3 separate regions of the Mus musculus genome follow, and all the other regions are linked to region 1. A link is a contact called in public Hi-C and Micro-C data. All regions are on one chromosome and are shown on one strand. Each heading gives the region's core, a stretch centred on a gene start, on an enhancer-like site or on the middle of the called end of the contact. The rest is flanking DNA. Distances are from core to core; before and after follow the strand shown.

Region 1 (2,700 bases), core at 58-2,557:
GCTCAGAGGTACAAAGGGAGAATTGCACTCATGTTCCACACATGCTCTCCAACATGTTGATGAAGCCAGTCACCAAATCATAGAATCAAATGTGAGAACCTCAGACTCTATCTATCTATCCTGGAACCCTCTCTACTCCTGCTACATCTGGTGACTTAGGCCAGCCCCACAGAGAATCCAAGTGTTAAGCCAGCTAAGCCCACTGGGACAACTGATCTCCTAGAGGTGATTATTTCACTGCCCTTGACTTGGCCTGAATGTTCCAGTAGAGCCTATGAACTGTGCTGGCCAGTTACCGCCAATGGTTCTACAATCAGGAGGGAAGTCACGTTTGAACGGATAGCCATTGTGATTAGAACAGGAACAGGTTGGGGGTTAGAGCTGTACTCAGCTTATGTTCCTGAGACTTGCTGCTCTCCTGGCCAGGTGACAAGATGCTGACCACCCGTGGTCACTTCTACGTGGTTGACAACAACCAATGGCATACCGTGTATCTCCTATACACCAGACCGTAAGGCATCCTGTCAAATCCAGGAAGCAACCCCTTCGACACAAAACCCCAACATGATTAAAGTGCAGAGTAGTGACGTAAGTAAGGCTTACTGTGGCGCTTCCTGGTGTTGGCTTTACCCTCCTCTCTGGTGACACCCAAGCAGCCCATGAGCTCCTGCACGGTGATGGACTTGTCATTGTTCATGTCGCAGTACTCCACAAACTTCTTCACACACTTTTTGGGCTTGGATTTCTTTCGCAGGAACCTCTTAAAGGGTTTGATCTCCTTCTTGCCAATGTCTCCACTAGAGTTCTTATCAAGCAGCTTGAAGTACCAATGTACAACCCTCTCCTCCAGGGTGTGGCTGGGGTCTGGCTCTGACAGCCTAGAGGATGAGCAAGCATGTCAGACAGAAGGCGGAAGCTGCTGTGCCCCCTGACTCTGGCTCCCCCCTTCCCCACCCTCACACCTGTGCCTACCCTGATGCACTACCTGATACGGCCACCTTCAAATATAAGCCTGTGTGTTCAGAACAAGGAACACCACAGCAATGTGTGCACTGTGGTTATTCAATCACCCAAGGCCTTGAGTTCAAGGTCACTGACCTGAGACCTGGGCTCAGGTCAAGAAATAACAGCATCCACCAAAGGCATCTAAAGTGCCAGGCTCTCTACCTTAATGTGATAATTTGTCTACTGTGTATGCAAGAGACACGTAAATAGATGAGGTGATATCAAATTTTTTTTCAGTTATAACTAGACAGTTTTCTTTGGAATTCTTTTAAAGCTGTACATTCTGAGATACAGATAAGTCAGGCTGTGAGTCAAACCTTGACACTGTGCCGGAAGGACGTCCACCTCTCACCTGAGGTGAAGAACCTATGCCATCACTTTGGACTCAGCGGACTCCACTGTTTAGATGGACTTTCCTCTGTGAGAGTGCAAACACAGCAAGCAGATGCCAACAGCCCCCAGCGACTGGGCTCGCAGGCACTATTGTGGGTCAGACACTCAGAAGGCAAGTCAGTCACTTCTATAGTACATGACAGGAGGTTGAAATTTAGTTGACTTCTTTTGCCTTAGCTTGTGCAAATGTGACACTTCCCCCTCAGTGTTCCTTCTCCCCTTATGCCTTCCTTAGCAAAGAAAGCACAAGATGAAGGGTGGCTTTATGCTAAGGAGGCTTCATACAGGAGACAGCCAGGAGCTCGCTGTCAGGACGGCATGGGAACAAGTGTTTTTAGAAAAACAAAAAAAAAAAACTTTAAAATAAAGTTTCTTTTAGAAATAAGAGTGAGAGATTGTGAACACCCAGAGCTGAGTTTAAGTACTGAAGTACCACCTGGACAGCTCCATCACCCTGTACTGTGAGGAAGTGGGCACACAGGCACCGTTATTCCTACCATGACAAAAAAAAAAAAAACCAAGTCTCACTGTGTCTACAGTGTACACAGGAGAGCATCTGTAGGGTGAGCCTTGTTGGTGGGATCAAGGCCCCAGCTGTACACTTGAACCTGGATAAGAAGATAAGCCTCACATGTGCATAGCAGGGATCAACGATAAATAAGTCCCAGCACTCGGGAGGCAGAGGCAGTGGCTCCCTGAGCTCAAGGCCAGCCTGGTCTGCAGAGTGAGTTCCAGGACAGCCAGGGCTACACACAGAAGCCATGTCTCAAAAACAAGTAAACAAACAAACAAACAAACAAAAACCAAAAAGCCAACTTTTTTTGAGTTGCAGAATTCCAAAGTAGATAAGTCAAAACCCAGTAGATAAGTCTCAGACTCAGTTTCAACCTATAGATCCACCCAAAGCAAGTGTGTTCCTCTTCTCAGGCCTCCCTGGGCCCCAGGAGCCGCTGATCATGAAGAGGGAGGCTGTTCCCCATGGTCCGCCTCCTCTAAGGCGCTCTCTTCTCTCTGTCTCTGTCTCTGTCTCTGTCTGTCTCTGTCTCTGTCTCTGTCTCTCTCTCTCTCTCTCTCTCTCTCTCTCTCTCTCTCTCTCTCTCTCTCAGACATTCAAGTGAACTGCCTGATCTCACATGGCCACCGGCCAGGAAGAATTTAGCTTCCCAGATTCCTTCAAACTTCTGGGCTTCAAGCCAGCATATTGCTCTGCAGCAAGACACAGTATACCTGCCAGAAGAGGAAGAGGGGTCAGAGACGGCATGAACCATGTCTGTGGAGAGCGCATCCAGGACACTTGTCAGA
Region 2 (2,700 bases), core at 87-2,586, 90 kb after region 1:
CCTCGGGCAAAATAGAGTCCAAAAAAGACTCTCCTGCCGCAGGAGGAAACATGTGGATCTTTCACAAAACTCGCACATCAGTTTCCATGGAGTAAGACAGAACCTGAGCAAGGCAGGTTCTGAGAACCGGGCAGTTGATGTCTAGGAGGAAGGAAACCTAGAGTTCCTCCACCATCTTCTCCAGACTACAGCTTCTTTCATTTCTTTATTATGTAGAAATGCCCTTTTAAATATATTTAAATGTACCAACATACAGTCTAGCCATGTCTCATAAATAAAACTCAGATATTGCATCTTAAAGCACTAATAAGTAGCAGAACCACTCTCTCTAAAGCAGGACCAGCTAAGAGCAGACAATGTGTGCAGTTCAGGGCCCTTGCTATCGCATGTAAGATAAGAGAACAGCTGGACCACACACCACACTCCACAGCTGTTCCTTTTCCCATGGACAACACCAAGAAGCAACTGGATAGAAAGCTAACCCCCCAAATCCCATGACACATTAACTTGCACACACTCATGAACATGTTGCCGTCACACATTCATACACATGCACGCACATGTGCACACACATACACACATGCCCACAGACATGGTCTCTCTCAAACAGTGACATACACAAAGACATACACTCACATCACACACTTTTTCACACAATGCTCTCACACACGTACATGCATTAACATGTACACACAGACACACACACACACACACATACCACTCCTACTCCCACCATGCTGCTCTCCCAGCAGACACCAGCAAGTGCTCGCAGACTCAGGAGAGAGGGGCACATGCTACTTATTCTTAGGACTTGAGAGGTCACAAAGCAAAGAGCCAGGACTCTGTCTCTCACTCACAAGGTGCCCCACGTACTATCAGCTCTCTCAGAATATCAGAGAAATTACAGCAACAACAACAACAACAACGTTTATCTATACACCTTCGGTGCTTCAGCTCCAGCCATGCTTCCACAGAATGATGGGAGGAGACAGCAGTGAAGTCAGAGAGAGCAGCGAATCCCACCCAGGGCTGTGGAGAGTGACCTTAAATGTCCAGCCCACAATGGCTATCCATTTAAGCAGTGGGCACCAGCTTCCCCAGGAAGGAATCCTCCTGCATCTGGGCCCATCTGTTCCTCATTGACACCAAGACTTGAAAAGTGCAGGCCCACAGGAAAATGAAGCCGCACATACTGCAGACTTCGAGCTAACCAGCCTTAATTGGGACTCAGAAGGATTCTAACTTAGCTCAACGTCGGTTAAAGATCTGCAGTCAGCAGCAGCATCACATGCTGAAGTCTGTAACGAACGCAGATGTGCAGACCAGAAACCAAGGAAAACAAACTCTCTGGTTCTGAGCACTCAGTGGTGCCTTGCGCCTGAGCCCCGGTGTTTGACAACACAGAAACCCAGGCTGATTTACAGTGTGTGCTGAAGCCAATGTCATGCCAATACCTCTCCGCCAAGCAATTCCACTTCCAAACTGCATGGAGTAAAGCTTAGAACTGTACAGAAATACACATGTGCATCATCAGCCACCGAAATATTAATCAAAATAGCAAAATAAGACTGAGGAAAGCAAAGTCTCCAATACCAAAGCTTCACCCAAGAAGGCAGCAGAGGCTGAGGCTGTGGAGCCTCCGAGGCAGTGGCTGCCCAGGATGCACAGGGCTTGATCCAGTACAAAGCAAAAAAAGGTAGCAATGACAATCACTATTATATCTGCAGACGTCAGAAGTATACTAATTCACGTCGTGTAAAACACTGAACAGTTCTGTCTTACATTGTCAAACAATATTTTAAAATGTAAATTTAGAATAGGGTCCCAGTTTTCTGATCACTATATGGAATATCACACACACAAGCACATATGTACATACATACACACAAATATGAACAACACACAAAACACACATACATATACACACTTATATTCAAAACACAAACATATATGCATAACACATGTACATACAGGCACATATATACATACATACATACATATATACATATATGTACAATACAATATATAAACACATATATTTACGACACATAAACACACACATGCACATACATACACACATATATTCATAACACACATACACATATATACATACATACACACATATATTCACAACACACAAACATATAGGCACATATATACATACATATACACATATATGCACAATACACAGATACACATATATTCACAACATACAAATGCACACATATATAAATATATACATACACACATATATTTACAGCACACATACATACAGGCATATATATATACACACACACACACACTCCATAGATGAAAGCTTGAAAAATTCTCAGTAGCTAAAACCTGTCAGAGAGATTGGTCTGTGAGTCACTCAGACTTTCTTCTCTGTTCTCCTAAATGTTGCAGATTTCTTCAATGGACTTCTCATCCGGTTTTCTTTTGAAGTCATTCATTTTTCATCCACCTTATTTTTCCCACCTTTAACTTGTGAAGCACTTAAGGCCCACTGAAAGCATACAGCAATATGCTTGGCACCCCGGTGCATGGAATCAGTGGTGGACCAAGAGTAAAGCTTGCATTAGGAAAAGAACATTAAACTGTAAGCAAGCTAGACATCTAAAGACAACCAGCAATCGTGTGTCCCCTGCCTCTTCACACAAGAGACATTTTCTTACTGGGACTGGGGAGATCAGTTATATA
Region 3 (2,700 bases), core at 149-2,648, 77 kb before region 1:
AGAAATTTTACTGTGAGATTTCACCTCTTAGAACTGACAGAGAAGCTACATCCATCCATGAAATTGCATCAACATGATTGCTTAAACAAGACCTGAACTGCAGCAACACCAAGACGCACATTAATATGAAACAGGGAAATCTCTCGGGGTCCCAACCCGAACCAAAGAATGAAAGGCAAGTAAAGGATGCAGTGAATGGGAAGAATAATCTTCCCTGATTGGTTATCCAATGCCATGTGGTCAGCCCCCAAATCATGTGTCATATACATGCAAGTGACATTATATGAGCTGAGCAGGGTGTGTGTGTGTATGTATACACATAGCTTGTGTGTGTGTGTATATATATGTACATATATATGTTTATATATATACATATGTACATATATATGTAAATGTCGTGAGAGAAGAGAGAGGCATGAAATCAAGAGAGGATGGTGGGGGATGCATGGGGATGGGTTAAAGGAGGAAAACTATATAATTATATTTTAACTTAAAAAATAACTTGGCCTGGATAGATGGCTCAATAGTCAAGTGCACATGTTGCTGTTACTGGGTTTGGTTTCCAGCACCACTTAGCTGGCCAGCAATGGCAGGGTCCAGTAGCTTGTGCCCTTGTCCCCTCATGCTCCCCCTATGGAGACTGGAATATTACATCAGATTATAGAAAGAGCAGAGGGAGGGGTCACTCCTGTTTGTGACCTGAGGAAGTGCATCACATTTTAAGCATATGGGACTCATTTCGCCTTGTGCATGGCTTTGAGGCTGGGCACATCCTGACAACACGGACGGTTACACCAGCCTGTCTTTCTGCCGTCCTCGCTGTGACCACACTGCTCTGAGTATTTCAGTCTGTGGCCTCATTTTGGCCACGTGCAGCCGGCACCAGCTCAGTGGCTGGGCCACACCAGTGCAGGCCACACAAACAGGAGAGCTAGCCAAGCCCCCAGCAGTTCTGTCCGCGAGGCTGCCGCGCGCTGCATCTCTGAGGCTACCCTGCTGGTGGTGATCACTCACAAGGTTCACACCATGGTACCTGCAGTGGCTGGCTGGGCATGTGGGGGAGGAAAGTGCACATGGCTGACTATGGAAAAGGCAAAACTCTAGCTGGAATCTGAAGGAAGTCAGGGACTTATCCTGCTACAGGCTTCTCCTGGGCACAGAGAAAGTGCCCGTGAGGTTGTCTGTTGAAGAGCACGCATGGAGATACATGGGAAAGTGACTGAGACCTGCCTGGAGGACCAGTGATGAAAGACTGATAGACACAGAGAAAAGGCAGGGGTGACACCAGACGACCATGGACTGATGCCTGGGCCACGCGTTCCTCCTGTAAAGACTTCCTGCTTGAAGCTGGGGCGAGCACAGGCTCCTTCCATCGGTTTCTTCTTTCGCTGATGAGAACCAGGCCGCAGCAGTGCGTGAGGAAAGGCGTGATGACATTTAGCTTTGCACCAGCAGAAACACTTTAAGAGATTTAAAGATGCTTATCTCAGTTAAACCAGGGGAATGTTTGGGCCCATGAAAGCAAACAGCCTCTGGCAGCCTCTTTTCTTCCCCTCCCTGTAGGATCTTTCAGAGTGCCCCCAGAGCTGCTACGGGGCCTCAACACCCCAGCGCGCCCCCATCTCTAGCGTTCTTTGTTTTATTAACATTCTAAGTGTTTAGCAATGTCAGTAGAAAGCTACGATGACAAGTTTCTGGCGGCTCTTCTCTGGAAACAGTGAGGACAGCGAGTCGTTACAGGTGTGCCAGAGGCTACACTGTCACCAGAATAAGTCTAGCAAAGAGCCATTGGCCCCCAGGTCAGGGAGGGGCGGGAACTGTCTAGTCGAGTCCCCAGTGTGCTGGGCTCTACAAGTGTCTGGCAATGATTTTTAAGAGTGGTATAAAGGCTGAGCCCCAGCTCCACACGGTGCCAGCACACTTGAGAAGCTCAGAGCAACGAGGCTCTTTTTAAAGGTTGTAGCTGAAAATGAGCTCTTAAGACCACTTACAACCATAGTGATTTATGCAGCTGAATAAACACGGCATTTAAAAAGAAAAATTTTAAACTATAAAGTATGACATATTTAATGGGGACGGGGTGATGTGATAGGATCACCAAACTTCGTAAAACTTTAAATAAAATTAACACACATCACTTTTAATACACCCATGTCAAAGCATCTTAAAGTCGCAAGAAATAAACACATAGGACCTTGGCCCCCTTTTAAAGCCACACTAACATGTGAATCCTTATCTCCATTTATCAGAGGCTTTTTATAGCCTGGGTGGATGACAGAGATCCGGTTTCAGTGCTGCTAACAGTTTCCTTTGATGTTCTAATCCTGGGAGGTCGGAGGGAGACCCTCCACAAACCTCTGGGCTCTGGTGCTAGCTGGCACTTCTCCGCTCTGCTGCAGGCTCTCTGCACACTCTTTCTCCTACAACCTGCTCCTGCCTTTGAGTCCTAAGGCTGACACTGGTCTGGCCTGTTTCATTTCTATTGTGCCCAGGAATATCCCTCCAAACTAGGAGCTCTTTATTGGGCACACTGCAAGACTTGGGGCAGACCACTACCTCCTGGCCTCTGGTGCATTTGACTTCTACCTATATCCTGCTAGCCCTTCCTTCTGCCTGTTTCCAGCTTCCACCTTGTTCCTGGTGTTTCTTTAATCCTCTTCCTTGCATCTGCCGTCAGCAAGGGTGGCCATGAAGAACCTA

What was found. A called contact is a pair of places that touch in the nucleus more often than the background predicts.
Region 2: a Micro-C map of palatal mesenchyme shows a contact between it and region 1, with 1.6 times the contacts expected there. The contact joins the enhancer-like site here to the promoter of 4930474M22Rik in region 1. A contact is called at or near these places in 1 of 15 datasets of contacts at CTCF or cohesin (the NIH/3T3 cell line), 8 of 484 Hi-C or Micro-C datasets (the 3T3-L1 cell line, the C2C12 cell line, cumulus cells and 5 more) and 2 of 9 other capture datasets (adipose tissue and pancreatic islet).
Region 3: a contact with region 1 is called in a Hi-C map of uterus. The contact joins the enhancer-like site here to the promoter of 4930474M22Rik in region 1. A contact is called at or near these places in 1 of 484 Hi-C or Micro-C datasets (uterus) and 2 of 9 other capture datasets (liver and pancreatic islet).

What each region holds. Positions count from the first base shown.
Region 1 is chr17:14,397,549-14,400,248 of GRCm38.p6, reverse strand. 4930474M22Rik (RIKEN cDNA 4930474M22 gene) reads left to right here and starts at 1,307. Exons shown (of 3, transcript NR_027986.1): 1 at 1,307-1,510. Smoc2 (SPARC related modular calcium binding 2) reads right to left here. Exons shown (of 13, transcript NM_022315.2): 10 at 2,626-2,700; 11 at 604-878.
Region 2 is chr17:14,307,792-14,310,491 of GRCm38.p6, reverse strand. All of the region lies in intron 1 of Smoc2 (SPARC related modular calcium binding 2), which reads right to left. Among named protein-coding and RNA genes, the nearest start is that of Gm52280, 29 kb to the right of the region's middle. Within about 2 kb of position 1,336, at least 15 of the 459 cell types and tissues checked have an H3K27ac peak or open chromatin away from gene starts, as enhancers often do. A contact at or near this core is called in palatal mesenchyme and uterus, where this site is marked.
Region 3 is chr17:14,475,124-14,477,823 of GRCm38.p6, reverse strand. All of the region lies in intron 1 of Gm38551 (a long non-coding RNA gene), which reads right to left. Among named protein-coding and RNA genes, the nearest start is that of Gm38551, 27 kb to the right of the region's middle. Within about 2 kb of position 1,398, at least 31 of the 459 cell types and tissues checked have an H3K27ac peak or open chromatin away from gene starts, as enhancers often do. A contact at or near this core is called in uterus, where this site is marked.